Linked DNA regions of Zea mays: regions 2, 3 and 4 are each linked to region 1. Evidence: chromatin contacts called from public Hi-C data. All regions are on one chromosome and are shown on one strand. The core of a region is the stretch at or near the end of the contact, and the rest is flanking DNA. Distances in the headings are between cores, read along the strand shown. Region 1 holds the start of LOC103634632 (Fanconi anemia group I protein homolog). Region 2 holds the start of LOC103634637. Region 3 overlaps LOC103634629 (putative GTP diphosphokinase RSH1, chloroplastic). Region 4 holds the start of LOC107521950.

Region 1 (3,200 bases), core at 542-3,041:
TGTTAAGGCTGAAGACCTTCAGATCACGGCTGAACTTTGTGAGTGGCAAGATGCAACTGATCAAAGCAGTTGATATCTTGTCATTCATAAAAGAAAAATAATCCAACAACTCCTTTAAATGTGCAATGAATTCCAGCATTGGAAATGGATGACTCAAAATCAAGCATCCAATCAACCTGCAATGAATAGATGGTCAGACGTTTCCTCAAAAAGAAAAGGTAAACATACTGAACTGTAGACTATAACTTGTGCTTTCTAAATTTTAACTAGGGTTGCTATGGCGTACAAGTATGAGTATAACCTGAGAACTGGCACACTTTGCTGAGGCTTTGCCGAGAGAATCCGGAACTTGCACTGTTCAATTATCTAAACCCAAAAGGACAAAAAATGAAACATACCATGTCACATCAAATAAACCAATTTGTAAATATGCTCCGACTTGTTAAGGCAAAGGTCATGCTGTTTCAATACATACCTCAGTCCGTGCCATTTCATGGACCTCAAACAATGATTTGAGCATATTAATGCCTATTTCTTCGGTGCTCATTACTCCTTCACCTAAGCCAGCTTCCTCACCTTGATCACCTTCTGAGACTTCTAACAGGCGAAAAGCCACCTGAACAATGCTTGGCACAACATGCTCCCTGCCAACAATGCTCTCGTCGACCTGCATATAAGAAGCCGTATACACCCGAAAAGAACTATGAATCTAAGCAGCGTTTATGATCAGTTCACAACTGACTTGGCAGGTATTATGAGTATAAGATATGAATCCCTCACAGATTTTAGTATTCCCTTCTCGACACATTGAGTGGCCCGTGCATATTCCCCTTCCATACAATCCGGCAACCACTTGCACCGCCTGAGAGACATCCGCCATCTGATCAGAACAAATTTCTAAAGCAAACACTAGCAATCACAATAGGTAGAGTAACGAGCAATCCGTCACCTTGACATTCGGTAATCCCGGCGGGACACCACGACCGCATCCCGGAGCACACTCACGGCACCCTCGTTGAACCTCGGCACCCTGGCCACGAACAGCATCACTGCCACCGCAAATCCACTGAGAGCGCCCGCGGCGTCAGCCTTGATGGCGGCCAGGACCTCCCTCGCCAGCGCGGGGTCCTGCTTGACCGCGAACGAGACGTTCATCAGCGCGGTGCTCTCGACCTGCCGCGCGATAGACGGCGGCGCGCGAACGCGGGCGCCGCGGCGGCCGCCGAAGAAGCGCAGGAGTCCCGCGAGGACGACGCGCGGGTAGAGCGGCTTGGACGCGAGCAGGAGGAGCTGGTAGGAGAGAGCAGGGAGGTCCTGGGCATCCGCACTTGGAAGGAGAGAGATGATCTTCCCGAGGAAGGCGGGGATGCGGGTGCGGTAGGCCGGCGGGAGGTCGCGGAGTAGTGTGGCGACGGCGAGGAGCGTGGAGGAGGGCCAGCTGGGCGCGGAGAGGAGAGCGGCGAACGCGGAGGAGGCAGAGGATGGGGAGGGTAAGAGAGCGAGGATCGCGGGGAGAAGGGAGAGGTGGCCCGCGGGGGAGGTGGCGGTGAGCGAGGCAACGATATCGGCGAGATCGTCGGGCGGGAGCTCCGGGAGGAGGGGCACCGCGGTGGAGGGGTCGCGCGAGGCGAGGCGGAGAACGATTTCGGCAGTGAGCGGTGGAGGTGGAGGTTGCTGCGAGGAGGGCTGACTGGCAGAGGCCATGGTCGCCGACATCGCCGGAGCGGAAGTCGGCGGCGGGCAGTTCGGATGTTCGGGCGGGAAGTGAGTGGAGTTTTCCCTCTTCGCTCACCGAGTCCCGAGAGGAAGAAGAGCTTCCTTGACAAGCTTGGTCGTTTCGCCTAGATTTGGGCCGGCCCATGTATACTGTGGACTTGGGGTAGGCATCTGACCCAGTCTGGGTTAGGAACTTGGACGCTAGAAACATTTGTGTCCTGTGTGGCTGTGTCTACTCTAGGGTTTGGGCCTGCACTCTTTTCAACATATTTTTCTCTCCTTGACACATTTTTCTTTGACGTCCCGTTTGGATCACTGGAATTAAATTCCATTATAATAATAATAATTTAGATATATATCAATTAAGCTAATTCACTTTTATACAAAATATATTTGTATACTATTATTAGCAAGATGTCCTAAATATTTATGTGCTACATTTTTACTATAGACGAGTGGAACGAAGAGTGTCATGTAAGTTACAGAGTAGAAACAAATTCTACTCATGTTTAAAATCATTTCTTATCCTCCACCCTATGAATTTGAGATAAGCTTATATTTTAACTTTGGAAAGTGGTGGAATGCCAAATTCCAAACTAAATAAGTTACTTTATTGAGTGAATTCCAATTCCTTTAAAATGAAAGGATCCAAACGCCCCGTGGTAGATATACGGTTAAAATTTTCTTTAAATCTAATAAAAATAAGAATAAAGTGATAAAACATATAATGATTATCCCCTTATTATAAATTCATGAGAAAACCTTTACACGAGAAAACTCATATATAATATTAGCTAGTTGCTCATATTTTGCTACGATTTTTATATATCATATAAATAGGTATTAAGATATTTATTAAATATAATTATTGTTTATTTATAAACACCAAGATACGTGTGGTGGTTAGCTCCAAATTTCCGGAGCTAGGGTGTGGATTCGAGTGCTCGCTCGCACTTTTTTGCGCGGTGTGGTAGGCTGGTAGCTGCGTGGGTAGGGTTGGATGCTGAGCAACGCAGTAGTTGGCTGCGTGGGCGCTGGGGTCCACAAAGTTGTGGTAGCATCAGGTGCCCACATTAAGTTCTTAATATAGCAATATAGATAAATAGGTATGAGATATGTATTCAAATATAATTATTGTTTATTTATAAACACTAAGGTAAGTGTAAGTGTGGCCTAGTGGTTACCCTCAAATGGTTGGAGGAATGGGCTGTGGGTTTGAGTGCTCACTTTGAACTATTTTTTGCGCGGTGTGGTAGCACGGATGGTGAAGTAGCACCAGGTGCCCGGCCCATATTAAATTGTTAATAGATTATTATAGTATAGATATAGATAGAGGACAATATACGTCATAGAAATCCCCTTAAAAACAAACAAGAAATATCGTTGTCAGTGAAAAAATCCATACCATCGCATATTGGCAAACGAGACTATGTAGAAGACGAACCCAGCTTGGCTTGGTGTTAGCCTGACATTCCTGGGGGCCT
Region 2 (3,163 bases), core at 470-2,969, 150 kb after region 1:
CACATTGGCCAGGTATTTACACTTATAATTGAGAGATTTTATGTTTAAAACTTAAGGTTTTTACGCTCCAACCTGGAGATGCGTCCACCAGTGAACAACATGCTAGATTTTTTTACGCAGTGTACCGAATTGCATAAATACCTACACCGTGTAGTATAATTAGTATAAGTATAAATCATAAACTAGTTCTAATGTGTTTAGCTACATGGTTGTTGGAGGGATACTATATTTATGAAGCAAAATAATCATTAAATACGATTTTTTTCTATGCATGCAATTCATTTCCTTTCATTGCACATTATTTTCATCATAAATTCGTGCGCATGCAGCTGGTAACAGATTTTTACGCAGTATACCAAATTGCATAATTATCTACACAGTGTAGCATATTTAGTCTCAGTATATATCATAAAATGGTCCTTACGTGTCTAGCTGCATGGCTGTTGCAGCGATCCTAAATTTATGGAGGAAATAAAGCATTTAAAAATAGAAACTGCCACACATTTTTTCCTAAATTTACGCGCATGCATTGGATCGTGTTTGACTCGTGCATGCATTCCTTTTTTTTGCGCTAACAGATGTGGGGCAGGTGACGCACCCGACAGGCTGGTTGGGCGCTTGGGTTGAACCAGTTTGTAGGAGTAGTCGGCCTGGGCTTCCTTTAACTATTGAAAGCCCAGGGCTCCGTTAAACCTACTATATATATATATATATATATATATATATATATATATATATATATATATATATATATATATATATATATATATATATATATATATATGTGAATGAGTGCGATCGATTAAGAACGACTAGACACATTTCAATCGAAACAATTTAATTTCTTTACTATTTCTGTCCTAACTCCTAGTTGTAGCTTTTTGCTAATCGACTGTATGTCGTCTAGATATATACCTTATCCACCTCCGCATCTAATGACGTGGGATGGATGTTGGCTCACATCATCTCGCTTTCTTCCCGATCTCCGGAATATATCTGGTTCTTTATGCGCGCTGCCGGCAGCACGCGGACTCGCGTCCGACCATCCGCGTCACCCCAGCGCCGCGACGTGTCAGGCTCTAGAACGTTTCGTCATGGGGGCCGGACCTGCATGTCCTTTTGTCCCCCTCACTTCCCACGCGCCCGCCGGACGTCAGCGTAAACCTTCCACTGCCTTTCGGTGAGCTTCCGCGCGCCGTTCAACTCGCGGCCTCACTAGTCTTTGGATTCTACTGCCCATCCACCGCGGAGAGCGGACTATCTCGGACGACGCACCCCCTGCTACCTGCTACCTGCTCCTGCTGAACCGGAGCAAGTAGTGGTTGGTGCGCCATCAGCTGCTGGTGCTGACACGTATACCCATGTCGCCAATGAACGAGCGCGCGGCCGTGATTCCCCGGTTTGCTACGCTTACCACGCGCAACGGAATTTTGTAGCATATATAGAGTGGGGTATCAAGCAAGGTGTTCGAGACGGGTTTCGCCGCGTGCTCTGTATGTAGCGCGCACGCGCACGCGCACCGCGCGGCCGGTGACCGGCCGGCCGTGTGCTCTGGTTCGTCCATTGTGTAATAGGTAGATAGACAGATAGGTAGAATCTGGGCCTGATGAGGCGTGCGTGCGCTCGTGTTTCCCAGAAACGATACAGCAGCACTAGCCAATGCAAACACCTTTTTCCCTGCGCTTATATATAGCGCTCTCCAGTCCTAGTGTCCGCGTCCTCGTAATCTCTCCTGCGTCCATCCTCTCCTCGCGGCGGGGGAAGAATGGCCGACCCGAGCTTCCTCGTCGGGATCGTAGGTCAGTCAGTGTTCTGTTCATCCTGGCCGGAGGCGGCTATCCATGCATGTCTCCTTGCCCCTTTTTCCCCCCTTGTTATTATCTTGGCATCATCAGCCAACCAACCAGTTCCCCGCTTGATGATCTGATCCTCTGCCTCACGCCAGGGAACGTAATCTCCATCCTCGTCTTCGCGTCGCCGATGTGAGTTCCATTCCATCCTCGTCTTTCACGCAGTATATATATCTCAGTTGTACGTAGTATGCAGCTTTAGAGAGAGAGAGAGAGAGAGAGAGAGAGAGAGAGGCACAGAGCTCTCTGCTTTTTGTTTAATTTCCATGGAACCCGGCCCAGAGCGACGTTCCGGCGCATCGTGAGGAGCAGGAGCACGGAGGACTTCAGGTGGCTGCCGTACGTCACCACCCTGCTCAGCACCAGCCTCTGGACCTTCTACGGCCTCCTCAAGCCCGGCGGCCTCCTCGTCGTCACCGTCAACGGCGCCGGCGCCGCGCTCGAGGCCGCCTACGTCGCGCTCTACCTCGTCTACGCGCCAAGGGAGACCAAGGTTCGAGTTACAGTAAACATATCCCCGCTCGCTTGGTCGACTGATGGCGACCGACTGCATGCAAGATGCATCGATCGGCAACGGAGTCCTGATCCGATCGAGTGCTTGCTGTGGTCCTCAGGCGAAGATGGCCAAGGTGGTGGTGGCCGTGAACGTCGCCTTCCTTGCCGCGGTCGTCGCGGTGGCGCTGCTGGCGCTGCACGGCGGCGCCCGCCTGTTCGCGGTGGGCCTGCTGTGCGCCGCGCTCACGGTCGGGATGTACGCGGCACCGCTCGGCGCGATGGTCAGTATACTCTATACTCCCCAGTAGGCAGTATCTCACTTCCTGTGCTAGCTGTGGCCGTTCTTCAGGGAACAAAACCTAGTTTCTGGCTCACGAACACGCCCGGCCAGTGCTAGCTGCTGCACGTACGTATGGATTTTGTTTCGCACTTTTGGTAGTAACTTGCTTCGGTGTCTCTGTTTCTCTGGCGTGTGGCGAGACACCATACGCTCCTTTTTCTAGAGTGTGCCTACCTGGCTACACCTTATAATGCTAAGAGCAAAAAAACCGCTCGCATCTACTCTACTGACCGGTCATTGAGTGTTTGGTCTGATGTCATTTTCTCGGACTTATAGCGCACCACAAGCGTTAATGCATGTCTGTCTAGCACGAACTCAGATGCCTATGAAGGTTTAATTTGTACTCCCTCCGTTTCTTTTTAGTTGTCGTTAGATAGTTCAATTTTGCACTATTCAGCGACAACTAAAACGAAACGGAGGGAATACCTAATAACCACACTTACTTAAATCTCTTCATATAGTAGAGGGCTAATTTGTT
Region 3 (3,451 bases), core at 491-2,990, 130 kb before region 1:
TAGTTGATGATAGTATTTATCTTTCAAGCATGTTCTTTTTCATGAACGTTCTACCTAATAATCTCTGTACTTGCAGGTCAGTGCTTGTTTGAGTGTTGACATGATTTTTGGTGTTCTTGGTTGGTCTGTGGGGTGTAGCTGGTGTCCATTGGGTGCTCTTGAGTGCTAATGGGTATCAAGAGACGTATACTGCAGTAGTTCACCACTAATACTATCTTCCTCCAAGATGATGATAATGTTGGAAGCACCAAGACATCGGTGGCTCAAAATTTTGTTGGTCAGATCCTTAAAATCTGGGAACATAGAGCTTGTCCATATTCCTCATTTTGGAAACGTTCGTCCGTTCCGGAGACGTGGGAACAATCTCGTCCCCCATCTCATCCTTGTAGTGTTAAAATCCTTTTTAAGCACGTTCCCGTTCCTCAACCTCATCGATCCAGAAACTTGGTTGCTAAGGTCAGATCATGATTGGACAGGTGAGCGAGTGGAATCCTTTACTTCTCTGTCAAATCAGAAAGTGAGGGTGAGCAAAGTAGAACTAGATATATATGGTTCATTCTGAAAGTGAGTGTACATAGCAGAGTGAGTAGGGTTGGGCTATGGCTAACAAATCGTACATATGATCATGTAAAACACTGTTTTGCATTGCGAATTACACTGTTTACATTGTGTAGTTTGAAATAAGAGATAGAGATGAATAAGCTGCCGACTATGGAGAGTCAGTGCATGCTGGGATTGATTGGATTATACAGAAGGCCTTGTAAAAGATTGTTAAGGGCGGTTCTTCTCACTTTGTGGTTCGCATATACTAGTTTGCTTAAATGTGCAGCTAGAATTTTGACCTGGACGCTAATTCCAAATTTTGTCTGTGTTTAGTTTCCTACCTCTGCATGTAAATGTTATTGTATAGCTTCAGTTTTGCGAGTCAAAATTTGAGCATACTTAACTGGCAGATGCACGCTTCTGGATTACTTGCCATTTCCTGCAGTATGAATGGTAACTTAATTAGAGGTTTGGTTCTGATGATGGTGACCCTTTCATGAACATCTCCAAATAAGATGATGGTGACCCTTTTTGGATTAATTGTATTGTATACATGTCATCTTACTTTTCCAAAATTAGATGGTTAGTTTATTTAGATGCCATAGAATTGCATGAAAATGGACTGGTTTCTAACTTTTTAAAATAAGAGTGGTATATTTCTAATTAACCCTTTCAGGTGGCGTTTAGTTTAGAGGATGGGCCAGTGTTTGGTTAAGGTAGCATTTGTATGAGAGGATGGGATGGGACGGAGTGGGGTGATCTCACTCGGTGGTGTTTGGTTTGAGGATATAAGGGCATCTACAACCCCATTAATTAGAATGTCTTTAAGGGGTAAGTGAAAAAAAATACCATGAGACAGACTTGTTAAGAGCATGTCTCTTGTACAGCTTTCAACCAATAAAAGACTAACGTGTGTAGAATTCCATTTAATATATATTTTTGAGATGTATTTATAGTTAATCTATACTATAAAATATCCAATTTTTATGGATCTATCTCAGCTGTTAGATTAATTTTTTATTAGAATCCTACGGTCGTCGATCCTTCGTAGAAACGTAGAAACTTTTTGAATCCTACGGTCGTCGATCCTTGGTAGGAACAAGAAACTTTTCCCCATGTTGGACGGCCGATGAGACCCTCGTGCAGTCGTGCTTGCACAAACCTGCACGGCGTTTCGCTTCGTCTCGACTGGAAGCACCTGACCTTTGCTGACTGGGCCGTCGCCACGTCCGCCCCATCCAAGACAGCCACTAAGTGTAGCTACAAGGTCGAGAAGCTTTGTTGAGGCGTCGACACCTTTGGTCCAACCGTCGCCTGTTAGTAAACATGAAGAACAGACTGAACTTGATGATGCTGAAGAGTTGACTGGCAGTGCCAGACGTGCTACAGTGGAGAAGTTAACTGAATAGAAGAAGATAGCTAACGATGTTGTGAAGTCGAGAAGGAGTGCACAGGAGATGAAGCCCAAAAAGAAGTATTTTGGTGCCCAATGGCTGTAATAGGGCCCAGATGTCATTGTTGTTTCTGTAGGAAACGGGTGACGCCTAAAAGGGGGTGAATTAAGACTTTTAAAACTTTCACTAAACTAGGCTACTAATAAATCCCTAAAGCAAAACCTGTGCAAATAATCAAACTAGAATGTGCAAACTAGGTTTTGTCTAAGTGTTGCTATCTCTACCACAATAGGTAAGTTTTAATCTACACTATATAAGTATGAATACAAGATTGGAACTTAAATGTTTAATATAAATGCGGAAACTTAAAGAGCAAGATAGAGATGCAAACTCTCGTGGATGACGTCGGTATTTTTACCGAGGTATCCGGAACCACGCAAGGTCTCGACTAATCCTCGTTGGTACCCCTGCACAAAGGGAAGCCCAAGCGAGGGCCAAGCACCTCGGTCGAGTAACTCTGTAGAGAGCCGCGGGCCTTCTCCATGCGCAAGTGGTGCTCCGCTTTCGGCTCCTCTCGGACGCTCCCCGCCGTCTCCACTATCGAGCTTCCGGCTAAAAATGCCGCGGTCCTCGTTCCCTCTGATACACGGTGGCGGCCATGACACAAATGCGGTTTTCACAGTCTCGCAAGACTCTCGCCCCACTCGGTAAAATTATAATGGCTCGCGTAAGAGCCGAGGGGTTGGTGGTTTATCTAAACTCACTCAACTAACTAGGATCCACCTAGAGCAAGCGCTAGAGCGGTCTAACTAACCTAATCACCTACGCTAATCACCGAGTGACTCTATTAAGCACTTGGGTGTAAGAGCACTTGAGAATGTCTAATATATGCCTTGGTATGTCTCTTGGGCTCCCACACTTGGAAATGATCAGTTGAGGGTGTATTTGTTGGAGACTCGTTCTCAAGTGCTATGAATTAAGAACAAGGCAACATAAAGTGTTAAATGTCAACGTCCTTCGTCCATGAAACATTATTCCCTTGAGGATAATGGGTCTTGGACGAAGGTTGATGAGAGTAAAATTACGAAGCTTAGATCTTCGTAATAAAATTTCAATAGATATTGCAAGATGACATAAAATAAAAGGTACAAAAGAGGTAAACAAGTCATATACGAATTATATTATATTTTCTTAATATATCCAATCATTGAATACAATAATACCTCTGCCTTGACAAAAGGTTGAATTCCAGAATATGCGATTGCAGTTACTAGAATCCGTGAACAGTAAAGGAATACTGTTCACTATTTATAGGCACAGGGCGCAGCCTGTGAGGGATTACAAGTATGCCCCTTATAAAAAGTTTACAACATTGACTCAGACCTTTATGGACTAAAAGGTCATTCTATTTTTAAGTCGGTTTGTAATACCGAAGCTTCATGAAGAGGGACCTTCGGCCATCTTATACAAACAGCTTCAGCCGAAAGCCGCTTCTTCCTAGAAGACCTTCGGCG
Region 4 (3,564 bases), core at 887-3,386, 170 kb after region 1:
CGCGCGCAGAAGTCAGAATCGCCCATACCGGTGCACCGGACATCAAACAGTACATGTCCGGTGTGCACCGGACACCCAGGCGGGCCCACAAGTCAGAAGCTCCAACGGCTAGAATCCAACGGCAGTGATGACGTGGCAGGGGCACCGGACTGTCCGGTGTGCACCGGACTGTCCGGTGCGCCATCGAACAGAAGCCTCCAGCCAACGGTCAAGTTTGGTGGTTGAGGCTATAAATACCCCAACCACCCCACCATTCATTGCATCCAAGTTTTCCAACTTCTAACCACTTACAAGAGCTAGGCATTCAATTCTAGACACATACAAAGAGATCAAATCCTCTCCAATTCCACTCAAGCCTTTAGTGACTAGCGAGAGAGATTTGCCGTGTTCTTTTGAGCTCTTGCGCTTGGATCGCATTCTTTCTTTCTCTTTTGCTCTTGTGATCAACACTCAATTGTAACCAAGGCAAGAGGCACCGATTGTGTGGTGGCCCTTGCGGGGAAGTTTTGTTCCCGGTTGATTGAGAAGAAGGAAAGCTCACTCGGTCCGAGGGACCGTTTGAGAGAGGGAAGGGTTGAAAGAGACCCGGCCTTTGTGGCCTCCTCAACGGGGAGTAGGTTTGCAAGAACCGAACCTCGGTAAAACAAATCCACGTGTCACTCTCCTTATTTGCTTGCGATTTGTTTTGCGCCCTCTCTTGCGGACTCATTTATTATTACTAACGCTAACCCCGGCTTGTAGTTGTGATTATTTTTGTAAATTTCAGTTTCGCCCTATTCACCCCCCCTCTAGGCGACTATCAAACCTAGAGGAAGAATATCGAACCCAAGAGGAAGTATAGGATTGGAGAGGAAGAATATCGAACCCGATAGGAAGGGTATATGAGTAAGAGTCAGAAGACTAATATAAGTGCCCATTGAACAAATTGTCGTGAACAAGAACGGTCCGAGAAGTAGCTAGATATAGCAAGCAGTCGCACCACGCGTTTCTCTAAAAAACTTGATCACCTACATATCTGGCATGTGATGCAGTGAAACGGTGGTTTTAAAGGCATGTTCTCCAAACAAGTGTAAGCATAAATATAGGAGTGACACAAAATGCATATACTTGCATGCATGGTATAGAAGTAATATATATATGTAATACAAGGTACATTGTACAGTTTATATTACGTCGTAACACATGTGAGATGTGGCACACAAAGTGACTAAGAAAGCAGCCCGGCCGCTACACGTATTGACTGATGCTTAATTATTTTTTATAATAACAAACATGATTCGTTGGCGTCGTCGATAGATTCACAGCTTGTGGAGCGCGCAGCAGCCCTTGTAGGTCCGACGATCCACGCCTGACGACGAGAGCTCAGACGAAGGAGAAGGGCATGGTGCTGAGGTTGAGGATGCCGCCGACGATCGCCCCGATGAGACCGACGATCCCGCCAATGAGGCCGCCGAGGCCGCCCAGGTCGCTGCCGCTGCCGCTGCCGGTGGTGATGCCTACGAGCTTCAGCGGCGCCGACAGCGTCCCGGCGGCTGCGGCCAGGGACCTGTCGCACGCGCCCAGCGGGGTGACCACGACCACCCTGCACAGGTTGTGCATGGCGGCGGCGACCAGGTCCCTGCTGGCGCTGCTCTGGCTGAAGACGAAGGCACCGGCGCTGTCCGCCGTCGCGCTGCCCACGACCTTGCCGCCGCACACGAGCTGCACGAGGGCGTCTGGGCCAACGACCCCAGATGGCGGGGAAACATATGTAAGGTCCTCCGATCCATATATGCACGTACGTCCTCGAAAGTTGCTTATGAACAGATGATAAATGATGTATATATTCAGATGACGACCGCGCGTCCTTATCCTTACTAGGGAACGCCGGGACCGTGGCCGGGTCAATGGAGTTCCCGGTGGCGCATGGCACGGTTCCGGAGACGATGAGGCTGGTGTTGGTGTTGGTGCTGGGGCTCGCCTCCAACGCCGTCGCACCGCGGGGCAGCTGGCAGGCGGAGACGACGACGGCGAGTAGGGCGGCGACGACAAGCAGGCTCTTCGGCGCCATTGTACTGTATCGCTGCTCGATCGCTAGCTAGTTAGTATTGTTTTTTTTAAAAAAAATATTATCAGCTCCGCTTCGTCTCTCTCTCGGTCTTTTGCACGTAGCAGGTTGTGCTGAGCTGAGTTAGTTCATGCTGCTGTGCTGCATTGATCTGCTACTTATAGGCGCGCGGCGTGTGCGAGGCCAATAATGCAAGTTGCTAGCATGCTCGCACGGGTCGGCTTCAGTTCAGTGCGCGCGCGTGCTTGCAGTGTTGGAACGCCTCACGCTGTTGTCTCTGTCCGCGTCGGGCGTGCACGTAAGCAGCCAACTTGACGGGCGGGGGCAGCCGACGGAGCTACACATCTCTTTTGTTTCGCAGTGCTGCATTGATGACTGCCGAGCCAAGTAGTCAGTACAGTACTACTAATATAATGGGTGGGTGGTCATAAATTAACACGCTGATGATTATAGTCTGATAATGGGTGGTCATGCGTGGAGCTGCTGATGATAGGATGGTGCTGCCCTGGAAACCTATAGTAGAGGCGTGTGGTCACAAGCCGTACAACGCCAAGAAAATGGAAGCAAAAGAGATTGATGTCGTTCTTGTCTCAACAGTCACGCACCATGATCGGTAATGTCATATTATGGATCTATCAAGGTTTGTCCATCAAATTGAAGAACCAACATTAAAAAGGAAAAAAATAGATAAATTATGACAAGTTGGACAACGACCCAAACAGTCCTACGATGGAATGTCTATCTAGGGTTTGGCTTAAATAAAAAATTCTAAAAATTCTTAAGAAAACTTAGAGATTCATTTAGAGCAAGTTTAACGGTATAGTCGCAGTGGCTATAAGCATCTTTACAGCTTGTCATTTAGGCTATTTATACACTATCGAAATCTGACACTTTATTGAGTGTCAAGCGCTTTGTCGAGTGTCATTCTCGACACAGACCCTCTTTGCCGAGATTCAAACACTCGACAACGTCAAGCTCTCGACGAAACGTGAATCTTGGCAAAAGGCAATCAACGGTCGTCTATAGTTGACGATCGTTAACTATGCTAAGTGTCAGGAGTTGACACCCGACAAAATAACTTCTTTGTCAAGTGTCGTCTCGTAGACACTCAGTCAATTAATTATTCGCCGAGTGTATTTCTCTGACACTCGGCAAAATATATTTTTAATTTTTTACCAAACTTTTTATACTATATTCCTACACTATATAGACCTACATGTTTCATTTTGGCACAATTATCAAAGTCTTTGCTATAACTGTTAGATTTAGTTCGTTTATTTGAATTTCTTCGAATAATTCAGATTTAAACTGCAAGTCACTCGAAAAATAGAAAACAGTGAATGTAAAAATGGTATTCATATTATTTAGCACAAGTTATGGTCTATTTCAGGAACAGACCGGAATTTTCGAACACCATACTAACGAAACATGACTGTGAACTTGCGATCCAGTTGTTTTAAAATTGTATAAAACACAAACAAAATCAAAAAATTATAAAACTTGCTGAGATGTAATGA

What was found. Hi-C and Micro-C count contacts between places; a contact is called where the count stands out from the background.
Region 2: a contact with region 1 is called in a Hi-C map of tassel, with 3 times the contacts expected there. The contact joins the promoter of LOC103634637 here to the promoter of LOC103634632 in region 1. A contact is called at or near these places in 10 of 25 Hi-C or Micro-C datasets (bundle sheath, ear, leaf and 3 more) and 1 of 3 datasets of contacts at active chromatin or transcription factors (leaf).
Region 3: a contact with region 1 is called in a Hi-C map of leaf, with 5 times the contacts expected there. The contact joins the enhancer-like site here to the promoter of LOC103634632 in region 1. A contact is called at or near these places in 6 of 25 Hi-C or Micro-C datasets (ear, endosperm, leaf and 2 more).
Region 4: a contact with region 1 is called in a Hi-C map of leaf, with 5 times the contacts expected there. The contact joins the promoter of LOC107521950 here to the promoter of LOC103634632 in region 1. A contact is called at or near these places in 7 of 25 Hi-C or Micro-C datasets (bundle sheath, ear, endosperm and 4 more) and 1 of 3 datasets of contacts at active chromatin or transcription factors (leaf).

What each region holds. Positions count from the first base shown.
Region 1 is chr1:57,236,510-57,239,709 of Zm-B73-REFERENCE-NAM-5.0, forward strand. It overlaps LOC103634632 (Fanconi anemia group I protein homolog), which reads right to left and starts at 1,792. Exons shown (of 13, transcript XM_008657224.3): 1 at 950-1,792; 2 at 781-862; 3 at 476-667; 4 at 302-366; 5 at 17-176. The coding sequence starts at 1,716.
Region 2 is chr1:57,386,924-57,390,086 of Zm-B73-REFERENCE-NAM-5.0, forward strand. LOC103634637 reads left to right here and starts at 1,720. Exons shown (of 6, transcript NM_001301593.1): 1 at 1,720-1,799; 2 at 1,946-1,982; 3 at 2,133-2,343; 4 at 2,465-2,626. The coding sequence starts at 1,766.
Region 3 is chr1:57,106,596-57,110,046 of Zm-B73-REFERENCE-NAM-5.0, forward strand. It overlaps LOC103634629 (putative GTP diphosphokinase RSH1, chloroplastic), which reads left to right. Exons shown (of 24, transcript XM_008657215.3): 24 at 77-909. The coding sequence ends at 169. Among protein-coding and RNA genes, the nearest start is that of LOC103634629, 50 kb to the left of the region's middle. Within about 2 kb of position 1,741, at least 9 of the 20 cell types and tissues checked have an H3K27ac peak or open chromatin away from gene starts, as enhancers often do. A contact at or near this core is called in ear and leaf, where this site is marked.
Region 4 is chr1:57,410,565-57,414,128 of Zm-B73-REFERENCE-NAM-5.0, forward strand. LOC107521950 reads right to left here and starts at 2,137. Exons shown (of 2, transcript NM_001321718.1): 1 at 1,858-2,137; 2 at 1,216-1,715. The coding sequence starts at 2,050. The coding sequence ends at 1,363.